Linked DNA regions of Mus musculus: region 1 is linked to region 2. A link is a contact called in public ChIA-PET data. All regions are on one chromosome and are shown on one strand. Each heading gives the region's core, a stretch centred on a gene start, on an enhancer-like site or on the middle of the called end of the contact. The rest is flanking DNA. Distances are from core to core; before and after follow the strand shown. Region 1 holds the start of Aasdh (aminoadipate-semialdehyde dehydrogenase). Region 2 overlaps Cracd (capping protein inhibiting regulator of actin).

What was found. ChIA-PET counts read pairs in DNA pulled down with a chosen protein or histone mark.
Region 1: a contact with region 2 is called in an RNA polymerase II ChIA-PET map of memory CD8 T cells, with 46 read pairs. The contact joins the promoter of Aasdh here to the enhancer-like site in region 2. A contact is called at or near these places in 15 of 484 Hi-C or Micro-C datasets (the G1E-ER4 cell line, the HL-1 cell line, cortical neurons and 6 more), 4 of 115 datasets of contacts at active chromatin or transcription factors (effector CD8 T cells, embryonic stem cells and memory CD8 T cells) and 3 of 9 other capture datasets (adipose tissue, liver and pancreatic islet).

What each region holds. Positions count from the first base shown.
Region 1 is chr5:76,903,962-76,906,848 of GRCm38.p6, forward strand. Aasdh (aminoadipate-semialdehyde dehydrogenase) reads right to left here and starts at 1,515. Exons shown (of 16, transcript NM_173765.4): 1 at 1,462-1,515; 2 at 248-419.
Region 2 is chr5:76,868,099-76,870,798 of GRCm38.p6, forward strand. Cracd (capping protein inhibiting regulator of actin) reads left to right here. Exons shown (of 9, transcript NM_001163793.1): 9 at 2,419-2,700. The coding sequence ends at 2,579. Among named protein-coding and RNA genes, the nearest start is that of Cracd, 29 kb to the left of the region's middle. Within about 2 kb of position 1,428, at least 38 of the 459 cell types and tissues checked have an H3K27ac peak or open chromatin away from gene starts, as enhancers often do. A contact at or near this core is called in memory CD8 T cells, where this site is marked.

The sequences.
Region 1 (2,887 bases), core at 265-2,764, 36 kb after region 2:
ACTACAGTGTACTTACATCTAATAAATAAATAAATCTTTAAAAAAAAAAAAAAAAAAAAAAAGAGAAGAAAAGAAAAAGAAAGAAAGAAAAAGAAAAAAAAAAGGCTATTGCAGTAGAGTATCTCCTGCTATTTTTGCCTACAGAAGACCACAGAATACCCAAATAAATTTTGTTAAGCGCCCAATTTTCCACATTAATGTATTATACATATTTTTACAAAAATCTAGTTTGAACCTGGGGATGTACCTCAGGAGTTAAACCGTCCTTGTTCTTTCAGAAGACACAGATTCCATACCAGCACCCAACTGGGGAGCTCAATACAGTCCATAGTTCCAGTTCTGGCTGATCCCACAGCCTTTGAAGACACCAGGCACGAACATGGTGCACTTACATACATGCAGGTAAAACACTGCTATACCTAAAATTAAAAAAAAAAAAAAAAGTCTGTTTAAAAGCTGCCTTTTCTCTAAAAAGCAAGCACGTGTAACTGCTATTTTCTCACAAGAAAATATAATCTACTAACATAATTCACAGCAGTAGAATAACAAGACTATAACTTAGGTTTTTTTTGTTTGTTTTGTTTTTTCGAGACAGGGTTTCTCTGTAGCCCTTGCTGTCCTGGAACTCACTTTGTAGATCAGGCTGGCCTCGAACTCAGAAATCTGCTTGCCTCTGCCTCCTGAGTGCTGGGATCAAAGGCGTGCGCCAACACGCCCGGCTATAACTTAGTTCTTAAAATGTCATTTTTATAACTAGCTACAAAACTCACCACACAAAATCTATAATTAAGGAGTTTTTCTACTTTGAATTTAAAAGCTCCCAGTGGCAAAATTCAGTCTTGTCCAGATATTCATGTCAGCCATTGAATTTTATGTCTCTGTCCCTGTCTTTGTCCCCCTCCCCTCCCTTCAGACTGACTTGGGCCATCGAGATGGGTCAGTGGAGAAACTAACTTGCCATCACACCAGAAAACCTAAGTGTGATCACGGGACTCACATAATGGAAGGAGAGAACCCACTTCCGAAAGGTCCTTTTTGTTTCTTCACCATGCTGCACGCGCACACACGCACAATTTTAAATTAAAAAAAAAAAAAAGAAAAGGAAAGAAAAACAAGTGAGCCATGAAAAGGGATGACCTAGCAAGCAAATTTCGTGTTATAGCCTTAAGATTAGCAGCTCGGTAATGTACAACTGTAAATAAAGCCATTTAATCACCAACAGATCCTGATCTTAAGGGTTCTCCCTATACTGGGCATTATATATATAGGTAAATTATCCGTCTGCATCTTATACTTCTCACGCAGCCACCTTAATTACAATCACAAAAGCCTCTCGTTGGCTCTCGGAACCACGCTAAGAGGTGGCGCAGCAGGTGACCGAGGTGACCCACACAGCCGCTCCAAGCTGGGGTCCGGCAGCTCACAAAGTCTCCCCGGGTCGCCCGCGCTCTCCCGCCCCACCTTCTCACGACAGCGCGTGGCGTGCACTTCCTAGCCCAGCCGCAGACGCTCAGCAGCCGTAAAACGGACCTCTGCGTCATCTTCGGGCGCCCGTGACGTCACTCCAGCGTCGGGGGGCGGGCTCTCGCCTACGGGGCTCCGCCCAGACGTGGCGCACAGGTCTCCGCCGCGTTTGGCCCAACGGGTTTGGTCCGTGCGGATTCAGCCCTGCCGCTGAAGGTGACGCTTCAGGCAACATGCCTGTGCGTCTGCGTGAATTTGAGTGTTCCGTGTGCCTGCAGGGGCCGATGATTCCCTGGAGCATAGTCCCAGGTGGTTGTGAGCCACCACATGGGTGCTGGAGACCTAGAAGGGACCTCTGGATGGCCAGTGAGCTTCCTTGACAGCAGAGCCATATCTCCGAGACCCGGAGTCTCCTCGTTCCTTAAAGTGCGGGTAGAAATATCCCAAAGGCTGAAGTGAAGTAATCACCGCCTAATTGGCGAGTAAATTTGGCTTATCCCCTCCACACCTTCTGGGAACATACTCAAGATTGGTTGCGACCGTCATGGCAGCGGTGAAGTATGCCAGGGAAGCCCCCTGTCAGAATGAAACTCCTAACTGGCGTTTGCAGCTATTTACAACACTTCCCTATGAGGAAACCCAGGCCTGTCTGAGGTCAACAGCAGTCCCTAAAGCCACTGTATGCCTGGATGTGTGTTTTTCCGATGGCACAATTATTACAATAAATGGGAAGGGTCACCACTGTGGTGAGTTACTGTGCCCTCGCAGAGAGGAAAGATGGGATTTTTGTCTTGGTTCCTGTTGGGGGGAGAGGTGGAAGTGGCTAAGCACTATCTACATACAGTGCCTTAAAAAACAAAGGAGTGTGTCCTTATCTGCTGGAAAACAGAAGCTTGTAAGGGTCCATGAAGAATGACACCCTGGACTCAAATAGTATGTAAACACAAAGTGTGTTTTATTCTGTAGCTCAGCATGGTGGGGTCGTCCCCATTACAAAGACACAGAGTAAAAGCAAATGAGCTCGCAGGCTCCATTGAAAGCACATTGGAATTCCAGGGTAGGAGAGCTTTATCTTACTTATCTCTAGGCATTGTTACTGGGAAGTCTAGAAATCTTTGTAGAGGAAGTCTGGAAACTGTTGCTGACCCATTGTCCTTACCTCAGGCTAGGTGGCCAGGCAGTCTCAGATATCAGGGCAGTTCTGACTAACTGCCTGAAGCCTTTTTTTTTCTTCTTCTTCTAGTAACTGATTTGCCTGACCTTAGGCCTAGTCTCCTAAACTGCTAATTTGAAGCCTGTCATGGAATCAGATCTGCCTTCTCATCTGTCCCTCCAAACAGTGCAGGAAATACCTGTTTGAAAACCACATTTTCCTGTGTACTATGGGCCTCGCCAAACACCTTTTTAAGTGTTGTATTTGTTC
Region 2 (2,700 bases), core at 178-2,677:
GTCATATCATCGGAAATGACGCAATTGAGGTAAGTGTGTGAAAGCTGCCTCCTGGGCCTCTGTGTGAAAGTGAGCTGGAGGCAGAAGATTCTCCCACTCCCACGCCCTCCAATTTCCTGGTGACTTCTCTGCCTAGGTGACACGGCTCAGATGCTCGGGCATTTCCACTGATGTGACTCTAGAGAAGGCTGTCAACTGGCTTCACAGAGAAAGTTGTCTCTGCACTGTGTCCTTGGTGCTAATTAACAACAGCCACCTTTCTTTTTTTATAACACATGAAAGATGTAAAATAAAATAAAGTGTCCCAATGGTTGCCCAACTATTGCCTGGCTCCAATCACTTGGAAGATGGATAGTTCTGAATACATAGATTCCCAGGCACTAACAGGACATCTGCTTCCCTATATGGCTGTGGTGGTCCCCAGAGAGCATAGTGTGTCTGTCTTGGTCCATTCTGTGAAGGCTAACAGAATACCCAAAGACTGGTTATTTATCAAGCTGGGAGGGCCCTGGGCTGTTTCATCCTAGGTTAGGAAGTGGATGGGCAAGCATGCACATGAGGAGAGAGAGAGAACGCAGGTAGTGTGAGAAAAATCATGAATCCACTTTTGAGGGCCTCTGACACCCAAGCACACACCACGAGGCTTCTGCCTCCCAACACAGAAGAATTCTGTGCCACCTCACTAGAGCGTAAATGAATTATTTATTCTAGCTTGCCCATGTAAGAGTCACAGAAACCTGGTATTTTATTTCCAAGCTGTAAGCCTCGACTGCGCAGGCTCTATGCTCTTCTCCCCTCTATCCAAACGGTAGCCCCTTGAACTCCATATGCTGTCTCAACCGGAATGCTTCTGCTCCACCAGCCTGCCCTCAGGTGCGCTTCTGGCCGGAAGGTCAGGATCCAAACGGCCTTGTTGCCTACTCTCTCCGCCTTCTTTTTCCTCTCTTAGTGGTCTCTCTCGAGAGCCCTCACTCAGTTCTCAAGTCCCGCCTTCCTCTCTCTACTGCCCAATCAAAGGCTCTAGCCTTTTATTAGCCAATCAGCTTTAAGTTGTGGAGCAAGGTTTACATACCTAAGATCCGTGTGCATGAGAATGCGCTTGTTTGGGGTTCAGAATTTAGCCTTTGAATACGTAGCAGCAAATCAACCCCCAACTCTAGAGAATTAAACGTCAGACATGAGAACACTGGAGAGATTCGCCCAAACCTTAGTGGTGTCTAAGCCTGTGCTTCGGCTACCTGCTACCCGAGGTCTGGAAACGTGGAGGTATTAAAAAAGAGTTTTAGTACTTAGTGGTGGGGCAGGAGTGCTTATATACCAGAACTACCTCAAAACACTGATCTTGGCCCGCAAGCATTCTTGCATTTGCTCTCACACTGCGGGTTCTAAGTATTAGCGTGAGACTGAGAGTTTCTTTCTTTTCTGTGCCCGGTTGGAAGTGATCCCCGCTTACAGCAGCGCCAGCTTAATACAGCAAGCCTTTGCTTCAAAGTGTTTGTCTTCACATTCAATTTGTATCCCCTGAGTTCCAGAAGAATGCAGGACGCGTCCCTGGGCACTAAAGTTGTGAGTGCTCCGAAATCCTTACAGAGAACCTCCTCATAGAAACCCAAGATCTCTAGTAGAGAAAGCAGGATAGTCAGGCGTGATAGCCTGCAATTCTTAACCCCTGGGAGGCGGAGTCAGGAGGATTACCATGAGTTTGCAGCCAGCCTGGGCTACAGTGTGAGATGTCTCACAAACAGGTGACAGGGGACATAGGAATTACTAGCAACACTAGAAGTCATGACAGCTGGCAGTTTCCAAAGGTTCATCTTTTGTTTTGTTTTGTTGTTTCTTGAGACAGGGTTTCTCTGTGTAGCCCTGGCTGTCCTGGAACTCACTCTGTAGACCAGGCTGGTTTTGAACTCAGAGATCTGCCTGCCTCTGCCTACCAAATGCTGGGATTAAAAGCCTATGCCACCACTGTCCGGTCCATGGGTTCATCTTAGGGCTCAGGTGGAGGCAGGAATTTCAGGAGTTCAGGGACATAGCAGTTCCAAGGCATCTTGGCTTCTATCATTCATGGCTTGAATTTCATGCCTTCTAAAGTCAGAATCTTGTTCTGGGGACCGAACTGGGGAGATGTTTACTAACGGGTACATTTCAGAGAAGTGCAAGGAATCTGTAGTGTAACACGGTGACCATAGCTACCAATCTATTGAATTCTTAAAACGTTTAAGAGCAGATTTTCAAATGTTCTTACATCACCTTGTGAATAACAGCTAGATTTGGCTATTCTGGTGTGTGTGTGTGTGTGTGTGTGTGTGTGTGTGTGTGTGCACAGCATCTCACATACAGTAAGTACATATAACTCTGTTAACTAGACTTTCTGTTTTTACGTGGCTCTTCCTTCTCTTTCCCTTTGAAACACTGCAGTGGAGATCTCAGACTCTGCGCCCTCAGCAGCACTGGTAAAAGACGTCACCAAGCGGTTCTCCACCCCAGACGCTGCCCCGGTGTCCACAGAACCTGCCTGGCTGGCTTTGGCCAAACGAAAAGCCAAGGCCTGGAGCGACTGTCCGCAGATTATTAAGTAAAGAGCGACTTTCACCCACGCCCTCGGCCGGTTGTCGGCTCTTCTCTTGCCCGTTTTATTTATTTATTTTTTATATGAGGTTAACGGAACCAGGCTAGGGAAAAGCAGCATGCTTACTAGGC